Regions from separate parts of the Sus scrofa genome. Here region 2 is linked to region 1. Evidence: chromatin contacts called from public HiChIP or PLAC-seq data. All regions are on one chromosome and are shown on one strand. Each heading gives the region's core, a stretch centred on a gene start, on an enhancer-like site or on the middle of the called end of the contact. The rest is flanking DNA. Distances are from core to core; before and after follow the strand shown. Region 1 holds the start of DAPP1 (dual adapter for phosphotyrosine and 3-phosphotyrosine and 3-phosphoinositide). Region 2 holds the start of LOC102162205.

The links. HiChIP or PLAC-seq counts read pairs in DNA pulled down with a chosen protein or histone mark.
Region 2: an H3K27ac HiChIP or PLAC-seq map of skeletal muscle shows a contact between it and region 1, with 2.9 times the contacts expected there. The contact joins the promoter of LOC102162205 here to the promoter of DAPP1 in region 1. A contact is called at or near these places in 2 of 47 Hi-C or Micro-C datasets (both in skeletal muscle) and 1 of 2 datasets of contacts at active chromatin or transcription factors (skeletal muscle).

Annotation. Positions count from the first base shown.
Region 1 is chr8:120,700,175-120,705,297 of Sscrofa11.1, forward strand. It overlaps DAPP1 (dual adapter for phosphotyrosine and 3-phosphotyrosine and 3-phosphoinositide), which reads right to left and starts at 1,279. Exons shown (of 9, transcript XM_013979010.2): 1 at 935-1,279. The coding sequence starts at 1,035.
Region 2 is chr8:120,784,082-120,789,704 of Sscrofa11.1, forward strand. LOC102162205 reads left to right here and starts at 4,099. Exons shown (of 3, transcript XM_021101729.1): 1 at 4,099-5,163.

The sequences.
Region 1 (5,123 bases), core at 29-2,528:
CGCCAGATAGTCAATCCCTCTGGTGCTCGTTTTCTTCCTTTGAGAGATGGAAATGCGAGTAGCGCCTATGTCTTTGGGTGGCTGTGAAGATGAGCACTGTTTAATAAGACAGCAGGTGCAGGTCTTGCCTCTCCGGAATCACAGGTGTCAAAACCAGCCTCTCCAGGCTGCTCCCAGTGTTTCAGGGCAAAAAGGTCAGTTTCTCTAGGAAATCCCCTACTCCACTCTTGTGTAATTCTTGCTTCTTGTGTGACCTACTTGGATAAGTTGTCTCATCTGGTCCCTTCTTAAAGACAAGGCTAGGATGACTCCACCTACCAGGACATAAAATCTGCTTGGGGCATAATGTTTATTGCCTTCCTGACTTGTTAATATTTAAAAGGCTCAAAATTGCCCTTACAGACTTGCACACACACTAGAGCTCACAAACGCAGCATCAGGACAAAGAAATACACATGGGCCGCTTCCACAGACACTTCCTCATTCTTTCTCTTTTGAAAAAGTCCCTGTCCCTTGCAGCAGGCTCTAGGCTTTCTATCTTACCCGCAAGTATGACAGTCTTTATGCTCTGTAGTTTGGAGCCCAGAACCACAGCACATTTATTCCCACACCAGATTAACAGCTGGGAAAGCCAGGTACACCACCTACAGCCGGATTCTGTCCCCATGGCAACGCATGTCCCCCCTTTGATTTTGGTCCCATTCTATCCACCTCCTTGTTTTCACATCTGGAAAGATAACAGATGCTTCCGGAATGGCACTGGCCCCCAACAGACCTGGATGAGTCAGGTGCAAAGGACAGAAGATTGGGGTGTCAGGGAGCAAAGGGGTGCTGACCGTCATCATCACCCAAGCGAGCACTCGGGTGGGAGCGGGGGGGGGGGCGTTGAGGTTCCCCCAAGAAGCACTTTTGAGAAGGGGTCCTGCCCTCTTACCCCAAGTCCTGGAGCGGCTCAGCTTCTCCATCCAACCTGCTCCACAGATCCAAAGGGTCCTGGGTGCTCATCTCCCCTTCTGGAGATTCGGCCCTGCCCATTCGCACCCCTCGCGTCCGCTAAGCCCCTCCAGGTGCTGGGTTAAGAGGGAGAGGGCTCGGCGGCTCCAGGCACGCTCCCCTCTGCCGGGAGGGAGAAGCCGCGGCTCTGAGCCTCCAGCCAGCAAGGAAGTGAAACTTGGTTACTCCTCCCACTGTCGCTCAGCACCCTGGCCCCGAGGCACAGCCAGGAGAGTCGTATCAGTCAGGAAGCAGGCAGACCTGGGTACGTCCCTCTGAGGACACCCACACAGCCTCACGCACCAGGCAGTTTCTGGCAGAGGAAGTCAAGGTGAAACTGCTCCACCTGGGAGTGACCGTGAAGCCAGACTCGCCTCGTGGGGGAAAAAAAAAAAGAAACCACAGGTTCACCTCAGGGTTCTCTGCCTCTGGTTTGCGGAGGATGAAATCCATCACCCCCACCTTGCGTCTCACACGCCACCACGGGGAACACGGGATCAGGAACCTTGCTGTTAGGGAAGCAAACCACTGGAACGGCTAAGCTTCCATTCTGAAGTCTGGTTTTTAGCTCTTTCTAGTGCCTGGACTTTGTGACACTTGTTTCAGATGCTCAGCGACATTTCACTTCTGCTGTTTGGGAATCAGTCTAGAAGGCAAGAGATGTGCTAGAGTACCGATTCCCAATAAGGAGAGCTTACTGAAAAATCTAGCTGTTGTATCTATTACCCTGTGAAGGCAGAATTCAATTCTGAGACCTGCTTCCATCATCCAAGCTTTCCACTATATCAGGTTGAGCATGATTCAGAGACAGTCAGCAATTCCTCCTGGAGGAAGGATTAATTAAGAAGAAGGTAGGGAAAGCCCAGCTAACAAGGCAGGTTAGTCTCCGAATTCTGCTTCCTGTCCTGGGCTTTCTCACAACTGGCGTTGTTTTGTGTCCAGATGCCTGTGTAGACAATGCCAGCTGTAGAGAGTTTCCAAAGGGAAATTGCCATCACTCTGAATCCCGGGGAATCAGACAAAGCACAGCAATAAACGAACAAAGGTCATATGATGCTTCCTGCCTTCTCTGTGTACCTGCAGGAGAGAACCTTCCTCTCTCTCTCTGCCCCTCACTCACTCAGGGTTTACCACTGGGCCCTGTCTTGCTTCTCGCAGTGCTGTCTGAGGACCGGCAGCATCCAAATTGTGGTTCATCCCAGTGCTTCTGAACCAGCACCTGCCTTTGAGTAAGAGCCTCAGGTTGACTCCCGTGGGGGTGACATTTGAGGAGGTTGCCTTCTAGGACACTAAGACAGCAGAGCAGAGCTGTTCCAAGAGGAGAGGTCGGTCTGCCCCTGGAGTTCTTCTAGCTGTTCTTACAGTCTTTCCCTATGACCTCCATTGTCAGTGATTTGGGAGACCCTGGCTTACTCTGATTGCCAGGGAGAAATTCCTGAGGGTCTGGAGATAGCCTCGGGGAGACGAAGCTCTGATAACACACATGGAACTGACTGTACATCAATATTTAAAATTCTTTTGGCTACTGTTGGTTTGGAGAGAAGCACAGTGTCCACTTGCAACAGAGGCCAATCCTGGCCAGGGAGGGGCTGAACGTGGACACAGCAGAGAGCGGGTCAGCCTGGGAATGTCCATATGTCACAGGTGCAGCCCTAAAAAACAAAAACTTCCCAATTTTATACCCAAAAATGATTCTTCCTGCAATTGTATTTTATCATTTACTCCCACTTTCATTGAATAAATATAAATCTTCAGAGCGCTCGCATTCCGCTAAAGACAACTTATCATCGCCTTCTACCCAACCTAACAGAACCTGGAAGTGTCAGGCGGCAGTGTGCCAGGAAGAGAGAGCAGGGGAGTTTTGCGGATCACTAGCGGATCTGCCACACTTCCCAGGAAGGTAAGGATCTGCCTTGAGAGTCTTCACACCAATCCTTTGGGCACAGAGTCAGAGACCTGACTTGAGAAGAGTCATCTGAAAAGAAACAGGGCATGGCTAGCTCTCTTCCTTACTGTGAGACATCCATGAGATTGTTTAGGGGGAAAAAATATTAAGGACACAAGGTAACATGAACAGAAAGAAATGGCACCAGTACCAACACGGGAACACGGGTCACAGCCCTGCCCCCCAGCTCCGAGGGAGACCATAGCTTGACTTTTGTCACTTTTCATCCACCACTCTAGTGGACGGCAATGAACTAGACTAGACTGTGTCCAACCTGGAGGGTGAAACACGTTGATAAATGTGGGAAGAAAAGCCTCAGAGGTGACTGTGATGGTTGTGTGTAAGGGTCTGACAGTCCCTGGAAAACAAAGGATGCTTTAGTGTGTGTGCCTCAGCGAGGCAGGATTGGTCAGTAGAGAGCTTTTCAATGTGACAGTTGCCAGGCACGCAGCCCTATAAAAACTCATGCTTCTTCATGTGGTTTTCAGTAACTAAGTTCAAAGGGGTGACCATCTACATGGGTACAGGACTTGAAAAAAAGACTCATAAATGAGAAATGCAAACACAACATCCCACTAGTATTCAAAGAAGTAAACCTCATATTAGCAGTGGGGTAGCCTTTTTGCTGATCATCATAGCAAAAATGAAAATAAACCAAATTTTCTTCTCCCTATCCCCAAAACCCAACCACCTGATCATGCTCACAGTGTCAGTGAGGACAGGTGGAATCAGCATTTTCATACACTGTTCTTTTTTTCACATTTTAAAGTGTTTTTTTTTTTTTTTTTTTTTTTTGGCATTTCTTGGGCCGCTCCCACGGCATATGGAGGTTCCCAGGCTAGGGGTTGAATCGGAGCTGTAGCCACCAGTCTATGCCAGAGCCACAGCAACGCAGGATCCGAGCCTCGTCTGCAACCTACACCACAGCTCACGGCAACGCCGGATCGTTAACCCACTGAGCAAGGGCAGGGACCGAACCCACAACCTCATGGTTCCTAGTCGGATTCGTTAACCACTGCGCTGCGACGGGAACTCCAAAAAAAAAAAAAAAAAAAAGTTTTCTTGAAGTATAGTGGATTTCCAATGTTGTGATGACTTCTGCGATTTCATACACTGTGCTGAGTATGAAAGCTAGCCATTTGGCAGTTTGTTTTTCATTTCTAAGGTTTTTGTAAGACCTGCGTCATCTTTGACACAGTAATTCCAGTTCTAGGGCTTCCGATTAACATAATAACCAGAGAGACCAAGATAACCCAAAGAGACAAATACAACAATAATACAGTCATCTTCATCTTTTAAGAGGGATAGGCTGGAAATAGCCTACACGCCCAGCAGTAACAGAATAGTTAAGAACGGTATGGCACAGCCACAGAGTGGTTTTTACATAGCCTTTAAAAGTGTCATTTTCCAAGGGTCTTTAGAATAACTATACAAATCATCTCCATCTTTTCAAGAAACATTTAAGCGAAGGAAACGGGAAATTTGGCCCAAGTTAGGCTGGAAGCAGCTGTGAATAATGAAATAAGGGACAACTTCTTAAGTGCTTCTCTATATTGTTTGTGTACCTTCTAAGAGATGAACTATCACTTTGATAAGTAGGCATATGAAGCAGAAAACCCATTTTTATTTTTGCTTTTTATGGCCACACCTGCGGCATATGGAGGTTCCCAAGCTAGGGGTCTAATCGGAGCTACAGCCGCCACAGCAATGCAGGACCCAAGCCGCCTCTGGGACCTGCACCACAGCTCAGGGCAAAACCAGATCCCTAACCCGCGGAATGAGGCCATGGATCAAACCTGAAACCTCATGGGTCCTAGTCAGATTCTTTTCCTCTGCACCATAATGGGAACTCCAGAAAACCCTTTTTTAAAAAATTAGAAAGGAATGTGCCCTTAGTCCCATAATATTAAGCCAGAGGCCAGAGAGCATCGAAAGCAGGGCAGTGGGGGTGGGGCGGCTTATCCCTGAGCTTGTTTGGAATTGCTGGTGTCTGGTGATAATAAAAGCACGCTGACTTCTCATAGGGTTTATCCTTGTTTCTCAATTCTATCCTTGGGGTTTAGATTGCTCTCACCCCTTCCTTTACCCTGCCTTTGCAGCTACTGATAAAAAGATACTTCTATGTGGAGGAAATTGCTTTTAAGATTCCTTTTAACTTGGAGTTATGATGACTCTTGGGAAACAA
Region 2 (5,623 bases), core at 2,849-5,348, 87 kb after region 1:
CAACTTTATTTTATTTATTTATTTATTTTTATTATTATTACTTTTTTTTTTTTTTTGTCTTTTTGCCTTTTCTAGGGCCGCTTCGGCGGCATATGGAGGTTCCCAGGCTAGAGGTCGAATCAGAGCTGTAGCCACCGGCCTACGCCAGAGCCACAGCCATGCAGGATCCGAGCTGTGTCTGCGACCTACACCACAGCTCACAGGCAACGCAGGATCCTTAACCCACTGAGCAAGGCCAGGGATCGAACCTGCACCCTCATGGTTCCTAGTCAGATTCGTTAACCACTGAGCCACGACGGGAACTCCTGAAGGGCAACTTTAAATGCAACCTAGGCAACGGGAGTTTCTCCTACACAGTATAGGAAACATTGGATTCAATTCAATTAAAAAGTATTGAGCATTTGATACATATAAAGCAATGTAATGTCTTTATTGGGGGCGGAGATGGGAGACACACATGTAGGTAGAGAAGGGTTAACATTTCCACACAGCAGAACAAGAATTAGCAATGATAAACCTTTATTCTGTGTCTACTATGGGCCAGGCACTGTGCTGAGAGCTTTCAGTGGATTATCCAACTTAATCCTCACAGCTCTATTGACATGTACCCTATAGGGATAAAGTGAAGTTAAACTGCTAGTGGTTCTCAGTTATACAGCTGGGAAAGGTAGCATCATTATTCAGACTCAGGCAGTGTAACTCCAGTGCTCAAGTTCTGGAATGCTCTGTGGACTGGCCTGAAATATCCTGAGTTGCTGCTGCAGTCAGATCTGGCCATGACACCACTTCTCATCGGTACCACAGCACTGACGCCTCTGGAGACACCCCGGAGTTTGCGAAGTGGGATGTGAAGTGGCAGAGTAAAGGCTGCCTGCTTTTAAAAACGATCAACTTTATAAGATTGGAAAAAATATCTATGAAAAGAGATAGGGGTATAGTATGGTTGTAACTGTCACATTAATTTTTTAATGAAGATATTGTATAATGTGTATAGAAAAGTGAACCATCACAGGTATACAGCCTCAGGTTCTTTCACAAAGTAAACACAAACAAGTAACCAGCATCCAGATGGAGAAATAGAATTGACAACACTCCAGAGCCCCCCCTGGCCCTTCTCTGTCACCATCCCCAAAGGTCTCCACCATCCTGACTTCCAAAACCGGTGAATCGTTTGTCCTGTTTTAGATTTTTATATAAATAGAATCATGTAGTATGCTCTCTTTGCAGCTGGCTTCCTTTCCTAACACGACATTTGTGAGATCCACCTGTATGTTGCATTGGCCGTAGTTTGTTTAAGTGACGCTAGTTTTTAAGGTAAAACATAAGACCATAATAACATTATTTGCTTTGTTAGGGAACATACCCCCAGTTTTCTGAGAATGCAAGTTGGTCTCCCATCCCCTTTGGTCCCCCTGATGACAAAGTCTGAACAACACAGGAACAAGCACCAAGTCCGGAGCCTGGAGAAATGGATTCCAGGCCTTCTCCTCTACTCATTTCCATGCGACCTTGGACAAGACGCTTATGTTCTCTGAACTTCTTGTCTTACATTAGTAAGATTAAGGAGGTAACACTAAAAAGCTGCTTTGGTCTACCACAATATAGAGCAGTATAAATTGTCTTTGCTTCCATTCTAAGCCGAATGGGCTTAACTTAAAGAAAGTTTATGGAGGAAATGAAATTTTTCAAAAATAATATTTTTTTATTATAAAGGAAAAACATGTTTGTTGTAACAGTTCAAACAACACTGAGATGCATACAGGAAAGTTTAATAATTGTTCAATCTTCCTACATATACAAAAACAATGTTAGCTTGGTGTTATATTTCTATAGTTTCTGTTGCTGCAACTACATGTTCATTTACTGAGGTTTGGGGGGTTTTTTTGGCCACCACCCATGGCATGTGGAAATTCCCCAGCCGGGGATCAAATCCAAGCCACAGCAGCAACCCAGGCCACTGCAGTGACAGTGCTGGCTCCTTAACCTATTGTTCCACAAGGGAACTCCAGTTACTGAGTTTTATTATTTTTGTTTTTGATATAGAATCACATTAATACATTTCGTTCTGTAAGATTCTTTTCATGGAAATTCTTTCAAGATTGGAACATATGTTTCTGCTCCTTTAACATCTGGGGAATGAATGTCCACACAATGAGCCATAGCATGTATACACTGGGATCAATCAACCATCCTGCACTGGTTGATATTTAGGTGGTTTCCAATATTTGTTTGCTGTCATAACACACTGCAATAAACATTCCTGTACATATATTATTAAACCCTAATGGCCTTATTATGTATGACAGATAGAAACTGTCAGATATTTTCCCAAAAAGCTGCTTAATTTGCATCTCAGTTTTGAGCAGATTTGAATGTGAGATGTGAAGCCAGGAACGAGATGGGATTTGAAACAGTTTTCATAATGATTCCAAATATTCATAGAAAATGGAAAGCTGAAAAACAAAATACTGAGTATATCTCTAAAGACTCCTATTTGAAATTGCTGCAGTTTGAAATGAGAAATGTAGGGAGAAGAAATATTCCTCAAAATAACACCAAAAAACCCAGAAACATGGATTTAGCCCCCCCCAACCCCAGATTCAATATCAAGACTTAAAAGGCAGGGAGCTCCCCGGTGGCCTAGAGGCTAAGGACTTGGCATTGTAACTGCTTGTGGTTCAATCTCTGGCCCAGGAACTTCTGCAGGCCATAGGTGTGGCCAAAAATAAATAAATAAATAAACAAATAATAAATTAAAAAATTGAAAGTATATTTTTTAAAAAAAGAATTAAAAGGCAAACATAAAATTCCTTTGTCAAGTCTCAGAAATAAGTCATTCATGTTAGTGCATAAACAGGCAGCTGAGGAGACCACTGATTTAAACTCTGTTTCAACACCACCCAGAAAAAAACTTGCAGTAACTGGTGAAACCCTAAGGAGGCATCTTCCCTGACCTGCTTTCCCAGACCAAGGAGGCAACCTTAGCAACTGCCCTCTCAGGCTCCGGCCTCCTACAGGCTAGGCTAACAGACAGCTCTCCCCAGTGAGGTGGACAAACATTTAGAGGTAGGCTCTTCAAAGTGGGCACAATTCTACAGAGGAAAATTTATTTGTCCTGTGCATGCTTCACTTTGCAGCCGGTGTGGCAGGGACACTTTTTCTTTATCCAGCAAGCTCTGAAACACCAAAAACTCTGCTATTCCCTCGAGAGAGAATGAGATGGAAACTATGGTCAGGGGCTAAGAAGAAGAAGGGGCAGGGTCTGGGGAAAGGGAGAGGAAAATGTCCAGGAGACCACTGAGAGAGGCGAGCGCTTGGGGAAGGGGGTACCGGAGAGGAGCAAGCCCTTGACACACATCTGCCTTGAGGGGAAAAATTAAGGATTTTTTGCACAACCGCTGCCCTCTGGGTGCGGGCTTGAGTGTCTTGGACGCTTGAGCTTTATTTCTGGTCGTGAACTGTTCCTTCCTGTCCTTCCAAGTTTTAAGGGCATAGCTAAGAGGTTGCCTCTACGATGTGCATGGCACGCTTCTACGACAACGTGCTCTTCTCTGCACAAGAAGATAGGGCGACTTATTCATCCTCACGGTACATGCTGTTTTCTGGTCACAGGGATAGTTTTACACTAATCCTGCCACTCCGTTTCCTTGGACGCCATGGTGACCAGCTGCTCCCGTGTGCAGGCAGCTGGTGGAGACTGCAGAACAGCCAACGGGCCAGCACTGGGAACGAGCCTGTGACCTCCGTCTCATGGACGGAAAGCTCAGGCATCAACCGAGCGTGGGCTTGAGTCACTCAGAGCCAGGGAGTCAGGGCTCCAGCATTTAGGAGTCGTGAAAATAATCCAGGTTACCCATCTTCTCTCAATCTCAATTCTTTATCCATAAAAGGGGAATGATAATTACTCCCTCATGGTGTTTTTAAGAGGATTTAAATAGCTAAAGTATGCAAACCATTTACCTCAGTAACTAAATAAACAGATACCGCTGGGCACCACCAGCAAAAAACAAACAAACAAACACAAACAAACCAAAATGGTGCCTTTCCTTCAGATGTGATTCTTTTTTTTTTTTTTTTTTTTTGTCTTTTCTAGGGCCACGCCTGTGGCATAAGGAGGTTCCCAGGCTAGGGGTCTAATAGGAGCTGTAGCCACCGGCCTATGCCAGAGCCACAGCAATGCGGGATCCAAGCTGCATCTGCAGCCCACACCACAGCTCACGGCAACGCCGGATCCTTAACCCACTGAGCAAGGTCAGGGATTGAACCGCAAACTCATGCTTCCTAGTCGGATTCGTTAACCACTGAGCCACGACGGGAACTCCACCTCCTACACTGAGTCAGAGTTTAAACCTATCTCCCCATTTCTGGCCTCATAGTCTACATCTGACAAACTGTTCTTGCTTTTGAATGAGACATCTGTCCATCATACCATGCCACTGTCAGAGACCTGAAAGATGCCACACCCTTTACCAGATGGTGGATAGGCTGGCTTTCATTCTGAATTTCTTTAATCATGTTGAATGTTATCTGCTATGATACATCTCCTAAGACTTTTGGGGAATGCTAAGAAACTTTCTCTGCAGAGATAAAAATAATGACACTGAGTCATTTCCTTTGTTGCTCTTTGAATTCCCATATAAAGTTATCTACCAGGGTACCTTGCCTGGTGTAACAAGGGTGCTTGCTTAACATGGGTCAACGCTGGTGACATTAGTCACTATTAATTGCTCAAGAGCTGAGATCAGGTAGGCAATCACTGAGTTCATCGATTAAAAAAAAAGTGACTGCAGTCATGTTAGGGAATAAAAGGCTCTCTGGCTAATGAATGATGAAAAAAATGATTTTAATAGTAACATATACTGACCCAGAACTCTGAAACTGCCCGAGGGCAGAAGTTTAGTGTTCCTCATTATTTTACTTTACCCTGCAATTAATTGGTCATTATTTTTTCTTTTATGAGTTTCTTTTTTAAAAAAAAAGAGTTTAAAAGAATCTGACCTACTCCAAACTCTGTGCTTTTTTTGATTGAAGAATTTGTGGCTTGAAGCAAACCCTGCCTTTTGGAAATGGACTTTATCTGAAAAAGATTTTTCTACAATTTTTTTCTATACTGCCATTCACTTAGATAGAAAAGAGAAAAGGAGCCCCTCAGATATTTTGGAGGTAAGTACCTCTTTTAGGATAACCCTCTCTCTTTGTCGGGGAGTTTTGGCGGAGGTTGTGCTCTCTGGCGGAAGGTTCTGGAAGTAAATTTCCAGAACTCAGGGCATTAAACAATTATGCCTTAACCTACATCCCAGGCATTTGACCTTCCAATTTTGTGTTTTGCCAACTACAGGGAGAAACTGCTGAAGTCTGTTGTCAGGACAAACAGGGCCATATGGAAAGTGCTGGAAAAATTCTTTCTTAGACTAAAATTGCCTTGCGGTCAAAAACGCTGCCTTTCCTTCAGCTGTGGAGTGTGGATGGCTCACAGTGCTTGAGGCAGTGTTCAGGATTTCTTGTCCAAGGCTTCCAAGCGAAATTGAAATGGAGCATTGAAAATACTCTGCTTGCCTGCAGGAGCCCATTATATTTTATTTCATTTTATTTATAGGCTCATATTCCTTAATCCCTGAATACA